Regions from separate parts of the Ovis aries genome. Here region 2 is linked to region 1. A link is a contact called in public Hi-C data. All regions are on one chromosome and are shown on one strand. Each heading gives the region's core, a stretch centred on a gene start, on an enhancer-like site or on the middle of the called end of the contact. The rest is flanking DNA. Distances are from core to core; before and after follow the strand shown.

Evidence for each region. Hi-C and Micro-C count contacts between places; a contact is called where the count stands out from the background.
Region 2: a contact with region 1 is called in a Hi-C map of muscle, with 3 times the contacts expected there. The contact joins the promoter of TRAPPC8 here to the promoter of RNF138 in region 1. A contact is called at or near these places in 3 of 16 Hi-C or Micro-C datasets (blood, muscle and omental adipose tissue).

The regions. Positions count from the first base shown.
Region 1 is chr23:25,449,231-25,456,659 of ARS-UI_Ramb_v3.0, forward strand. RNF138 (ring finger protein 138) reads right to left here and starts at 4,471. Exons shown (of 7, transcript XM_027960746.2): 1 at 4,260-4,471. The coding sequence starts at 4,369.
Region 2 is chr23:25,589,882-25,597,310 of ARS-UI_Ramb_v3.0, forward strand. TRAPPC8 (trafficking protein particle complex subunit 8) reads left to right here and starts at 2,607. Exons shown (of 29, transcript XM_012103424.4): 1 at 2,607-3,119. The coding sequence starts at 2,963. It overlaps RNF125 (ring finger protein 125), which reads right to left and starts at 2,449. Exons shown (of 7, transcript XM_060405383.1): 1 at 1,456-2,449. The coding sequence starts at 1,458.

The DNA.
Region 1 (7,429 bases), core at 3,221-5,720:
TTAACCATTCAAAATAGACAAAGGTTTGGTTCACTACTATACAGCGCAGGGAGCTCAGCTTGGTGCTCTGTGGTGACCTAGACGGGTGGGATAGGTGTGTGTGGAGACTGGTGGAGGCAGAGGGGGGCAGGTTCCAAGAGGACATATGTATACATACAGTTGCTTTCCCTTTGTTGTACAGCAAAAATCAGCACAACATTGTAAGGCCACTATACCCCAATAAAAAAACAAAAAACACCTTAATTCCTACACTAAAAAAAAAACACTCACTCAGTAAAAGCCAAAGTTCTTACAACGTTCTGTAAGGCCCTGCTCATAGTACTTAATACTTCCTAACAAACTGTATGACTTATTTGCCATGTTGTCTATTGCCTACCTCCCCAACTAGAATGTTAGTTCAGCAAAGAGAAAAATTTTGTTTTGTTTCTGCCTGGTACATAGTAAGTATTCAATAAAGATTTTTTGAATGAATAGAAAAAAAAGGGAGGCTTGGTTCAAAAAGCTTTTGAAGATTACAAAGGATAAAAGCAAGAGAGATAAATACTTTACCATTATGCCAGTATGTACCTTCTGAAACATACCTGCTCAACTTTAATACTGTTAATTAATCTTTACGTGTTTTTCAAAAATCTGACCACTCTAAGGCATCTGACACTCCTGACTACCTTTTCCTTAAAATTCTTCTTGGCTGCTTGTCACACTCTATCCTCATTTTCTTTCTATTCTGTCTAATCCTTCTCAGGCTGCACTTTTCTCAACTCTACATTTAAACATATGTTCTCCGGAACTTTGTTCCATCTCAATCTCTGTTATCTTTCAATTTATATACCTCCTCCAGTGGCTTCATCCATACTCATAGCTTTAGTTCCATGTATTCTAGATCTTTGTACATACACTTAACTACTGGGCAATCATCATCTTACACAGTCTCCTTAAAATGTCAGGAAACTTTTCTCTCCAGTCCCTCTACTGTTACCTTGGTTCAAGTTCTAATCATTTCTCTCTGACAGAGCAATGAATGATCTCTTCACTAATTCCACCAGTACCAGGCTAGACCAGGTTAGTAACTATAAGTATTCTAAAATTTAAATGTGACCATACTGCTCCCCTGACAAAATTGTTCAGTAGATCTTCATGGCTTTCAGCAAGAAGTTCAAATTGGCTTACACAGTAAATTCCTGCCAACATCTCTAAGCTCCATCTCACTACTCTCATCTTTGGCTCCAGCCAAACTTTATAACCTGGGAACAGTCATCCCTGATAACCCCTCCCCGTGCTGTACACCTAATCAGGGTATTCCCCAACAAACCTTGAATACCAACTCTGACCTGAACTATTACTTCATCCAGGAACTCTCTCCTCTACTTAGCTACCTGCTTTCAAAGCTCACATAAATTTTCCTCAATTTCTTCCATACCAATCATATTCAGATACAGATCTTCTCCACTAAACTGTGAACATTCTCCAGAGAAAGAGCACTTTGTATTCTCTGTACCTGACACCAAGAAGGCATCCAACAAGAGCTGTCTGAAGCAATGTTACTCTTGCATTAGTCACTCAGTCATGTCTGACTCTTTTGAGACCCCATGGACTGTAGCTTGCCAGGCTCCTCTGTTCATGGAATTCACCAGGCAAGAATACTGGAGTGGGTAGCCATTCCCTTCTCCAGGGAATCTTCCCAACCCAGGGATGGAACCCCGATCTCCTGCATTTCAGGCGGATTCTTTACCATCTGAGCCACCAGGGAATGAATGAGGATTAAATGGGAATGTATTTTTTTGGTAAGGTTATTCCAGTGATAATGAATCTGCTCCTTTTACCAGAATGGGCAAATCCTTCACTGCCGTTGAAACGGCATAGGGGCCCAAAGCTCTCATCACCTCATCTCTCACTGCTACTGCTAAGTCACCTCAGTTGTGTCCAACTCTGTGCGACCCCAGACAGAGACGGCAACCCACCAGGCTCCCCCGTCCCTGGGATTCTCCAGGCAAGAACACTGGAGTGGGTTGCCATTTCCTTAACCAGTGCATGAAAGTGAAAAGCAAAAGTGAAGTCGCTCAGACGTGTCCAACTCCTAGCGACCCCATGGACTGCAGCCTACCAGGCTCCTCCATCCATGGGATTTTCCAGGCAAGAGTACTGGAGTGGGGTGCTGTTGCCTTCCCTGTATCTCTCACTACTCATGGACAAAAAATTTCTTTTGTAGCTAAATATAAATTTGTTTGAGGCCCAGGTTTGCTCTCTGTGAAAGGGGAAGAACAAATGACATTCTAAACTAGGTTTTTACAATATGATTTTATTTCCCCACTAAACTCCTTCTAATAATACCCTGCTCTACCATCATCACCCTTTCCAAAGAAAATGTTTTCTCCTTCCACCTTAATTTATTGTTTAGTCAGAACCTTAGAGCAACTGTGTATGTGTTTGACGGAGGACGGTGTGGGTAAAGGAGGGGATGGAGGGTGAGTAGAACGTGTCCATTTCTCTTACCAAAATCTAGTCCCTATTTTATTTCCACATCCCAGCCCAAAGAAGATGATTTGAGAAAAACCCTCAACAAATCATCTCCACACTCATTTCCAGAGCCTTGAGGTCAAGCCAAACTACAGTCTGATTTAACAAAATGTCTCACAAGGGAAGTGAACCAGAGCAAACTGCATGGAATTTTGAGGGGAATTAGAGATTACCATGAGCTCCAGGAGGTCAATGACCCAATGAGTACTAGAAATGATTCTGTCCAAAAAAGACCTATACTTCCTTACTTTGCCTTCCTTCCCTCCTTTTCTTCTATCCACTGCCAGCCCAAGCGCATGCAAGGAACCAAGTTAAAATAAACACTTGTAGATTAAAAGCCAAAAGGCATACACTGTGCCCTAAACATCTCAAGATATTCTTTTAACTACCTGCATTTGTTGCACCAAATAATAAAGGAATAAAGACTGTCATTCATCTCCTATAAGCGGAAAAACTGTAACTGGTGTAACTTCTATTAAGAAAAGTCACATATTCTTGGGCTCATACAAGCACTACAGAAGAGGAGTAAGGAAGACAACAGATTTGGAATCGGAGTGCGAAGAGTGGGTACCAAGAAACAGCTGTAAGGAAATTTAAGACTAACCTCAAATTCAACAACCAATTATTCACAAAATTATAGAACCCAACGGAAAGAAAAATCGATTCAGAAAATGGTTCGATTCCTTTCAGCAATTTGCAAGCACACAGAACTTTCAAGACTGGGTGTATTTTTTTCAAAACGAGATTTCCAAGCCTCACCTGCCAGAAATTCTTTTGTAAGTTTGGAATGGAGCCTAGGAATTGATGTGTTTATTTAAAATGTTCCCCCAGAGACCCCGATAGGCAGTCAGGTTTGTCAGAAGTGCTATATACCTTTACAAGAAGAGCTCCTTCTAATTCTTATTAACACCCTAGTAGCCTCTATTAATTATCGAAGTGCTTCCTTTAAATATGCCAAATCGAACAGCACCAAGCCACCTCAACCAACCCCTCGCCCTCCCTACGGTTACAGCCTTCATTTCAGTTCATTCCTCACAAGAGCCATCTTTCTCACTTCCATCGTTGTAGCAATCAAGTAATGAGCAGAATGGTAAAACAAAGGGAAACTATCACTTCAATACCCGGAAATCCTGTCAGTTCTAACACATGAGGGAAGCCAATCCATCCTAGAGCATTCCAATCTGCATTGAATTTTGAACCGATTAAAACACTCTCAAGGGTGGTCTGTGAAGCGGGACTGAAAGGTTAAGTTAGACAAGAGCTCTAAATCTGGAAACGATGGGCGGCCAAGGTCCTGAAAGGAAAAGGGAGACCTGAGAGCCGGGGTGGGGGGTGGGGTCGCGGAGCGCGGCGAGCGGGCACCTCAGGCCGGTTTTGACACTCGACACCCCAGCCTTCACTCGGGTTGCTAGGAAACAAAAAAGGCTCCATGTTCTCTGCAGCTCCTCCCGGACCCTCAGCAGAGAGCAGCGGCCCCGAGGAGAGAGGACGCCATGGGGACTGGCCTGGGCACTGCCCCGGGGGCGCGACGACGAGGGGGGGCCGGGCGCAGTGAGCGGGCCGCGAGTTCGGCGGCAGGGCGGCCCGGCCTCCGACTGACCGGGAATGGGCCCTCAGCGCCGAGCTGAGGAGAGGGGAGGCCGCGGCGGGCTCGGCTCCCACCAGGCCGCGTCCCAGGGCCCAGGGCGGGGTGCGGGGCCTAAACCACCACCCGGCTCCGCGCGGGGGAGGGGGCGTCTACTCACACGTGCTGACAGGCCGCAGTCCGCACGGGCGTCTTGAGCACCTCCTGACAGACGGGGCAGTAGAAATCATCTTCGGTGTACGACGTGGCCGCTGAGAGCTCCTCGGCCATGGTGGGCACGAAGGATGAAGGCGATGGCGGCGGCAGCGGCCGAGGTGGCGGTGGCGGCCAGGGGCCCTACTCCCTGCGCGAACCCGAAGGGGGCGGGGAATCGCGTCAGGAAGCCGCTCGCGCCAGGAAGCAGGAGGGGCCCTGGGGGGCGGGGCCCGGGAGGGGCGGGGCCGAGCGCGGAGACGCTACGGCAGCACGCGCCGGGCGAGGGTCGTGCCCTGGGGCGCTGCTCCCACAGGGGCAGGACGGGAAGGCGGCGCCTAGCGGGAGGCGGTGGCCGAGAGCCCGACGATTGGCTTCACGGTCGCTTCCGCTCGAGCCAGGCGCCTCCCCTCTCACCTGGGAAGGGCGTTCCTAGCCCTTCCCCCGCCCAGGGCCACACCCTTACCTGGCTCCGCAGGGCTCCGCGACCCCGCCCTCAGCCCTCTGCTGCCCTTCTAGCCTCGCTTTTCCCCGGCTTTTAGGCTCCTTTCTCCCACTCGCTCCCCGAAACCCCTCTCCCACCCGCTAGGCAGTCGGTCTCCGGGCGGCAACCTACCCAGTACCTCGGCTCCGCGCCCCACCCCGCCCGACCCCGCCCTGTACCCGCCTCACGCCCCGCCCCCCGCACTCAGCTTGCGTAGACTCTCACTTAGGAGCCCCAGAGCCCCGAGGCTGGTGAACACGCTTCCTCGGCTAAAGTTCGTAGAGAATCCCGGCGCCGTAGTTGGGCTTCTTGTCCAGCCTTTGCCGCCTTCGCAGCCAAGGCCGGGAGGGGAGAGACGGGCGGAATACGTGGTGCACATCGACCCGAAACGGGGCCGATCCTGAGGCTCATGGTGCACCGGGATACCGCCGCCCTCTCCAGCTGCTCTCCCGGGTCATCGCTCTGCCCGAGCGAGCGGCGAGCCTGGGATGGAGGAGAGGCGGTAACGCTGCCTCCATAGCAACGGGCGCTTGTAGCCCACAGCAGGTTGTGACATCACCAGCTGGGTGCTCACCTGTACCCCTCAGCCTCCCTCCAGCAAGGATCCCATCTCTCAGAACTCCTATCAAATATACTGGTGTTTTCAGGAATTTTTCCATTAAAAAAAAAATTGCCTTGCCTAATAGTGTTAAAGATTTGGTCCTTGTCAGAATGTTTTGATCTTGCCAAGGTGTGTTCTGTAATAATCCGTTATGAGATTTTAATCCTTTGGTGAAAAAAAATTATAGATAAGCCTCCTTAAGAGGCTTTAGACCTCATCTTCAGACCTTAACACAGTGAGTTACAGTCACAAATACAGTTTTCCACCAACACCATTGTTCTGTTGTTTGATAGCTTCGAAGAAAAATGAGGTAGAAGCATGGATCTAGGCATTTTACCGTAATCAACTAAATGTTTTTTTAATGAGTCCTTAATTCCAAGATATAGCCACACAATTGATAAGTGAATAAGATGAGGTCACAATTATGTGAACAGAGCTAAAGAAATATAGAACATCATAAAGCATCCTCAATTCACTTGAGGAAAAAGTTTCATTACCATGCTTTGTTAAAGCGTTCCACTATGGATGAATCAACTAGGAGCCGGACTTAATTCAATTCTGTCATTTATTGTCTACATTGTTCTTGGCACTGTGATAAACGTCATGCAGGTGTCATCAACTTTTTAAAAATATTCATTTGTCCTGGGTCTTAGTTGTGGCACTTGAGGTTTTGGATCTTCATCTGGGCATGTTGTTCAGTTGCCCAGTTGTATCCAACTCTTCACAGCCCCATGGACTGCACCGAGCAAGCCAGGCCTCCCTGTGCCTCACCATCTCCCGGAATTTGCCCAAGTTCATGTCCGCTGCATTCATGACACCATCCAGAAATCTCATCCTCTGACACCCTTGTCTCCTGCCTTCAGTCTTTTCCAGCATCAGTGTCTTTTCCAATGAGTCCGGTGTTTGCGTCAGATGACCAAAGTACTGGAGCTTCAGTTTCAGCATGAGTCCTTCCAATGAATATTCAGGGTTGACTGGTTTGATCTCCTTGCTGTCCAAGGAACTCTCAAGAGTCTTCTCCAGCACCACAGTTTAAAACCAACAATTCTCAGCACTCTGCCTTCTTTACAGACTAGCTCTCAAAACCGTAAATGACTGCTGGAAGACCATAGCCATGACTATATGGACCTTTGTCAGCATGGTTATCAAGAGGTTCTTTAGTTCTTCTTCACTTCCTGCCATAAGAGTGGTATCATCTGGGCATGGGGGATCTAGTTCCCTGGAGCTTCCCAGGTGATGCTAGTGGTAAAGAACTTGCCTCCCAGTGCAGGAGACATAAAAGACATGCGTTGGATCCCTGGGTCAGGAAGATCCCCTAGAGGAAGGCATGGTAATCCACTGATCAGGGATCAAACTTCACCTCCTTGCAATGAGTCCAGGTGGTCCAGTCTTAGCCACTGGACCACTGGGGAAGTTAGAGGTATCATGAACTTTGCTCTCAATTTGTTTATACTCTTGGTTGTCTATCAAAATGATAGAACAAAAAAATGATATTTTCCAAAGTATCAATATTAAATTTTTCATTAACAGTGACTATGATGCAGAAGATGAATGATTGGATTTGTACAGACTTGAAATGGGTCTTAATGTACATCTTTAAACAACAATTCCTAGAATAATACTGAGTTATTTGTCCAGTAAACAGCGAATTCCCTCCACCACCAATCTACAGTGTTTGGCATTATTTTCTTCCTTTCATAAATAGCAAAAACAGTAGAAGTGGAAGAAGACAGGCTAATTTTAGCTTCAGATTTATTTCTTCAGAGGAAGAAAAGCACCTGATGGGAGAGATACCTAATAGCAATAGTCCCTAAGTGCTTTTTAAATTCTTTCATAATATGGTTCTTGGTTCCAAATTTCACATTTTTGATACTATATTCCCAATCATATTTTACTTATTTTGACCACTTTTAGGAAGTAAAATGCATTTTCTACTTAGTAGAATGTTTCCCTTTACTCATTGAGAATTGTTAATTAGAATTAATTTTGTGACTTTTATTTCATTCTTTCTCAGTAATGGCACCCTTCCTCAATGCACTAATCCAAACACGTT
Region 2 (7,429 bases), core at 1,357-3,856, 140 kb after region 1:
TTTAGCAACAGAACTCTCAGGCCTACACTTTCTAGTCTCCTTTGGAGACACTAGAGCCAGTGATATAAGAGTGAAATTGCTGGATGCCATTTTTAAATTTGATCTGAAATCATTAGTCATTTACTTTTCCATTCTCTTTTCCCCATTCCTGTAGGCTGAAATGCAAATATGGCAGTGACTCAGCTTTAATCTATACGGAAAGAAAATACCTTAGAAGATGAACATGTGAGGTAGTTTAGGATAGACTAGGAAATAGATACTAACAGTGCAGTCACTCACTGGAAACTGTGCATGTGGTGTTAGATAGTAAATTCAATGCATAAGCTAACAATCCATTTATGCTTAGATATAAAGAGGAATGACATACTGATTCATGCTACAATATGGATGAGCCTTGAACATTACTCCAAGTGAAAGAAGTCAGACACCGAAGGCCATGTATTGTATGATTCAATTTATGTGAAATGTTCAGAATAGGTAAATCCATAGAGACATAAAATAGACGAGAGATTTCCAGGGGCTAGAGGGGTGCTCTAGGGACTTCTCTGGTAGCTCAGACGGTAAGCAGTCAGCCTGCAATGTGGGAGCTGCTGCTGCTGCTAAGTTGCTTCAGTCATGTCCGACTCTGTGCGACCCCATAGATGGCAGCCCACCAGGCTCCCCCATCTCTGGAATTCAACCAGGTTCAATTCCTGGGTTGGGAAGATCTCCTGTAGAAGGAAATGGCAACACACTCCAGTATGCTTGCCTGGAAAAATCCCATGGCTGGAAGTGCCTGGCGGGCTACAGTCCACAGGGTTGCAAAGAGTTGCACACGACTGAGCGACTTCACTTTAGAGGGGTGTTGGGGTGCAGAGTGACTGATAGTGGGCAATAAGCTTCTTTGGGGGGTGATGAAAGTGTTCCAGGATTACCAGTAATGATTGTGCAACTTTCTGAATACAGTAAAAACCACTGAACTGTACACTTTATAGGAGTGAATTTTATGATATGTGAAGTCTATCTCCAAATATCCATTTAGAGTAAATTACACTTGAGAGTCCTTCTCCCTGAGACTAATACAGTTAGTTTACCTCCAATGTAAAAAACAAGTTGCCTTTTTAACTTCTGAGTTGAGAACTAAAGTAGCATGCTTGCACTGAGGTGCCCTGTTACAAAAAATGTATAACTTGAGTCACCCGCAGTTACATAAGATTCTCACATTATAAAGCGTAAGGGACATATCAAAGGTATTCAAAAGGGAGTATACTCCAAGGGATAAAAGACTTTCCAAGAGGTTCTCAGGCACAGATGGTTCTAAGGAAATGAATTTCCAGATCCCCAACTTGCATGTGTTATAGTTTCTAGACTGATCTGTGGCTAAGTTGCCATGTCATTAAGTTCCTATTGCCCTTTCCTACTTCCCATTTTTCAATTTATAGGAGAAAGGCATACTTACCTGTCATGAATTCTTACCATGGTGGAAACTTCAGGGTGCCAAACAATCCGACAGTTTGAGATACTCTTGTTTGGGGAATATGCTTAGTCGCTCGGTCATGTCTGACTCTTTGCGACCCCATGGACTGTATCCTCTGTCCAAGCCATCTCCTGTGTCTCCTGCATTGCAGGTGGATTCCTTTACCCACTAAGCCATCAGGGAAGCCCCCTTGCTTGGAGAAGCCTCCTTTAAACCATGGACCATAAAGCCATGATACGGAGTTGCAGTTTTCTGTCTTGTATTTTTGACATACAATTCAGAATAAGTCCAATCAGTTGAATATTTTAGTAAAATTCCTTTCATTCACTTCTACACGTTTAGAAGAAAAATCTATAGAAATGAAAGCTAGGAAGAGAAGAAGCCAATTCAGGTCTTCATTCGGTACATGATTACTGGCTTCCCACACCTTCATTCCTAGGAAGTAATTTTTCCAGCAGAGTGTGAAAAGGAAGCGCCCGAGGATGATGAAAAGGTCGGGGGCCAAGGCTTTCCCTGAGACCAACGAAAATGCAGGAGTTTCTCTTACACTGGTTAACTGCCACATATTTACGTGCCACAACGGCACAAATTTATGCCCGCTGGTTGAGTCCACCTTCGTAGCAGCCCTTTCTAAAAGCATGGTTGTGTTCAAACGGTACGTGGGCGGTTTAAACCGGCTCCAGACAAACCTCCAAGAATCCGGCAGGCAGCTAGCTCTCTACGGAGACCTGCCCCTAGTCATTCCACCAGAAGCGTGGGAAGGGCGGGGCGAGCTGGCCGGAAGCTGTGAGAACAGCCACACAAGGTTTGTCCACCGTTTCCAGGGAGGACCAAGTCGGCGTGGAAGGCGAATGGGCACCTCCCCACTGTGACAGCACCGACCACGAGCGTCATCCTATCTACTCCCTCATCACACCTCTCTGGTCTTTTACGCGCTGAGAGAACCAGGCCGAACATCGCGTGCCTACCGGCCTGGCTCCGCCCACCACGCTCGTAGCCCCGCCCCAGACCCGCCCAACAGGAGGTCCGCCTATCACACTTCCGGCATCAGCCAGCCGACTAGCCTCCTTCCCTCTTCCAGGCTCTCTTCTCCCGCCCCTATCGACTTTAACACTGTCACGTGAGGGGCGAACGCGGGGGCTGCCGGGATAAGTACGCCGGTGGGTCAGGGTTCGGCCTCAATATGGCGGTTCCAGTCCGGCAGTGACCAAGGCTTTGCCGTCGAGAGGACTAACTGGCGACTGCCGGCGTCTCCACCTATCAGGGTGGAATGCGAGGACGCCGGGGCGAGCGTTGAGGAGCGGCGGTGACTGGGAGGGGTCGGTGGCGGGTGCTCCGGGAGCCAAGGCGGCAGCGTCTGTTCGTTCTATTGGTCTCAAGGCTTCAGCGCCCGGCCCCGCCCGGCCGGGCCAGGCCGGCGGGCGGCGGCGGTAGCTGCTGCAGCCGCAGGATCAGCCTCCGAGAGTGGGCCGGAGGGCGGACGCCGCCGCTGCCTCTGCCGCGGTGATGGCCCAGTGTGTACAATCAGTGCAGGAGCTCATCCCGGACTCCTTCGTCCCCTGTGTGGCCGCGCTGTGTAGCGACGAAGCCGAGCGGCTTACTCGTCTCAATCACCTTAGCTTCGCGGAGTTGCTTAAGCCCTTTTCTCGCCTCACTTCCGAGGGTATGTGCTCTCCCCTTTGCACTGAGCTCCTGCAAAGCCGGGGCCGGGAGAGGGAAGTTGGGGGCGGGCGGGGAAGAGAAGGGCGGTGTTTACATCTTGGAGCCGGGATAGTGGCGTCGGGCTGGGGCCCCGCGGTGTCTTTAGTGGCCGCAGGAGGAGGTTCCGTAAAAGAGATGGTCAAGACAGCAGCGTGGTTCTGACGTCCAGTTTTTCGGGCACTTCCCGGACAAACCAGACTGCTGGGTAATTAAATGTGAGCCGCAGAGAAGGGCATTGAGCCTGTTCTCAAGGGCCGTAGGGAGGGAATTAGGAAGTTGCAAGGAGGTCAGGCTAAGAAGATGCTCGCTGTTAGACCAATGAGGTCTTAGTAAAGAAGACGAATCGTCTTCCGCTGGGAGTTAAACTGGGTTTTCAAAGTTGCCTTAAGTATTATATTCTTTAGCAGTGAGGCGTATCCCTTTCAAGACTTAACGTTTACTTTACTTTTTTCTTTTGAAAATATTTCTCTAGGTATCCAGAATTTTACTTTACCTCTCAAGCAAATAAAAGATATTATAAAAGTAGTGAAACTTGGAACAGCCTTTTATTTGGTCTGATGGATGAGGAAATAAGGACAAGTTGTAGTTATAATAATTTAATCGAGTTAATGGCAGTTATCTAGATTTGTAGGGTTGGAAAAGTCCTGAAGTTTGTGGGTGGTTTTTTTTTTTTTTTCAGATAAAAATTTAATCAACAGAAGAAATAGCTTTTATTGAAGAGTTGCCTGTTTTCTCCAGCTTTAGATTCTTTATTAGGGAAAAGTAAGCGTAATAATAGTCTAGTGTGTTTAATCAATATCTTTACCTGTACTTTGCAAACAGAACATTGAAAAATATGGGTAAGATTTTTTTGTTATAGACTTTAAAAAGGTTCTATAATAAAGGTTGTCAAGACAACGACCATGATGTTTATTTGGTTATGATGACTTCTTCACACACACAAATGCTGTGCCATAAGTTATATGTATTTACAGGCCACACGTGTGTATTCTTTGGGAGAATACCTCCATTATAAGTTCACTTTTGTATTTAAAGGAGACAAGGAGCTATCCAAAATAAACAGGTTGAGAACTCTTGAATTTCCTTCAGCCTGTACCTTAGCCATCCATCTCATCTCCTGCAGTATTTTTTACTAACTCAACAAAAACGACAAAGTGCTCTACATTCTTAAATATTAAAAAACAAAACAGAGGAGCAAGTTTGCCTGTGATTGGAGTGCTCTTTTCCTTCTCTGTTAATAAAGAATAGTAACGCTAACTGATGTATATACTTAGCGTTTCTCTTTTAGTCTGTCTTGAGTCCTATGAGAAAGGTAGTTAACACCATTTTAAATTTGAGGACATCCAGGCATGGAGATACTAACTTGGTCAGTCCTAGACAGGTGGGAAAGATTTAAAAACAGGCAGTGTGATTCAAGACAAGGTGTTCTTAGTCAGATCATCTTATCTCCTGATAATATTAAAAATCACTTGTTCACAGGCAGGAGTGGTGCCATCCAGTAGTAACAATGTGACTCACATGCATAACTTGAAGTTACTTTGTAGTCACATTGTAAAAAGATAAAAAGAAATTGGTGAAGGAGATTAAATAATTTATTTAATCCAGTATTTCCAAACTTGTCATTTCAGCAGGTAATAAGTATAAAAAAACTTAATGAGATAATTTGCATTCTTTTTTTATGGCTAAGTCTTTGAAAGTTGGTGTGCATCTTACACATATCAACACCTAAGTTTGGACTAGATGTATTTGAAGTGCTCCGTAGACACTTGTGCCTGGTGCCTCCTGTATTGGACAGTGCAGTGAATAGAGGCTGAAATCTTTACTTTTTTCCTCGTGTAGACTGCAAAAGATTTAGGGATGGAGTATAATGAGATAGACTTGAATAGGTAGATGTTGGTGGAATGGAAGAGGATGAGCATTCGCTTTTGAGAACAGAGATGAGGTTAGAATGGTATGGACTAAGGTAGAAATGATAATTGAGTGGTCAGGGAACAGTGGGAAAACTCCCTTTTCAGTACAGGATAGTAAGGAAAAAGGCCTAGATAAGGAAGGATCTTGAACTCTGGGAAAGGAATTTTTGCTTTTCTATCTTGTGGATATGTGATAGTCAAAAGATTTCTTGAGCAAGGGCATGGAGTTTGGGGGAAGTTGTGTGGTTTGTAAGCAACTGAGGTTTTCTTTTTTAATACAGTAAAGTTTTATGTGTTGTGTAAAGATAAAAGATGTCATTATTTTTCAAAATACATTCTGTAGAACACCAGTTATGTATGTTTCCTGAAAAAAATTTGTGGTCGAGTTTGCTTAAAAAGCATGTATTTGGGAGAATTAGTGTCATTTAGTGTATTAAGAGCTCTGGGAACACCTACTACTGTCAAGAGACCTTTTAAAAGTATAATCTAGTTTCCCAAATTTATTTGAACATGAAGTTGAGTTTTCAGAAACAGTTGTCTTGAGCAGCCAGTAATCTGTGGGCAGCACGTACTGGGGAATGTTGCTTCAAGGAGCTATATATGGCAGTCTATAAAAGTAAGGCAGTGGTGGAGCCGAATTTCACCCTGAAATTGAGATGTTATATGCTATATAAAGTCACCTTTTGTGACGTTATAATCTTAATAAAGCCTTAATATAATTATTTAATTTTGAAGCTTTTGGGTTTTTTTGTGTGTGATTTAAGAGCTTTTGTCAGTCATTCTTAATTCTTGCCTTTCTCTTTATTAAGCTGATTTTGTGCTACTCCAGTGTATACGTATCAATTATTATGTAATAAATTGCCCTGAAACTTAGCACCTTAAAGGCGTTTTTAAAAATTAATTTTATTTACTTATTTTTGGCTCTGATGGGTCTTGGATGCTGGGTGGGCTTTTCTCTAGTTGTGGCAGGGGGCTACTGCTGTTACAGCGCAGGCTTCAATAGTCACGGCTCCTGGGCTCTAGGGCACACACTCAACAGTTGTGGCACACCGGCCCAGCTACTCTGTGGCATGTGAGATCTTCCTGGATTAGGGATCGAACCTGTGTCTCCTCCACTGGCAGGCAGATTCTTTACCACTGAGCCACCAGGGAAGCCCCCAAAGCATCTTGTATCCCTCAGTTTCTCAGGGGTCTGGGAGTGGCTTAGCTGGACTATTGTCTCTTGAGGTTGCCCTGGAGCTGTCAGCAGGGACTGTGGTCATCTAGGGCTGGAGGATCCACTTGCAAGCTCACTCCTACAGTTGTTGTTTCACCTCCTCACTGGGTGTTGACCTGAGACCCCAGTTCTCTGCCATATGGGCCTCTCTGGAGGTTCCTTGAGTGTCTTTATAACCTGGCAGTAAGTTTCTCCTAGAGGGAGTGATCAGAGAGAGAACCCAAGATGGAAGCCATACTCTTAAAACCTTATCTCAGTAACCTTATCTCTTATAACCTTACCGCAGTAGTTTTTGCTGTGTTCCAGTGGTCACACGTGGGCTTCCCAGGTGGCTCTAGTAACATATCCACCTGCAATGCAGGATACATGGATTCGATTCCTGGGTCAGGAAGATCCTCTGGAGAAGGAAATGGCAACCAGTATTCTTGCCTGAGAAATCCCATGGACTGCAGAGCCTGGTAGGCTACAGTCCATGGGGTCCCAAAAGAATCAGATATGGCCTAGCAACTAAACAATAAGAACATTGGTCACACATATCCATCCTGGGGTGTGGGAGAGCATATTCTGGGAAATATCAGATCATCAGGTGCCATTTCAGAGGCTGGCTGCCACACATTGACTCATTTCTGGATTATTGATAATTACCCAATAACTAATGACCCATTCTGAATATAAGACACAACTCTTAGTAGAATAACTTTTTTTGTGTTAACACTTAAGAATACCAGAGTCAATTTAAAATTTTAAGAGAGGTTTAATATACATAATAGTTGCTTACATTATTTGACAATTAGGGATCAACTTCAAGGAAACTGCTTGTATCCTAAAAATACCAGAAATGTATCATAGTATTTTGATGTTTTTTGGTCTCTCTGTTTCATAGACCAGCTGAGAAGTTTAATTAAGGAGTTTGTTTATTTAAATCATTTAGAAAACAAGCAGTTACAGATGAGTGCAGAAGAATGCAAGAAGCATCCAGCTCGCCACTACCTAGAGCCAGCGAATCTTGTCATATTTACTTTGTATCTTTTTGTTTCCTTTAAGAAACGAAGTTGAATTCACCTTTTTACCCTTCCTTAGTCCCATTTCTTTCCTGCTTTTATCATAGGTAATCATTATAATGGAATTTGTGTGTATACTTTCTGT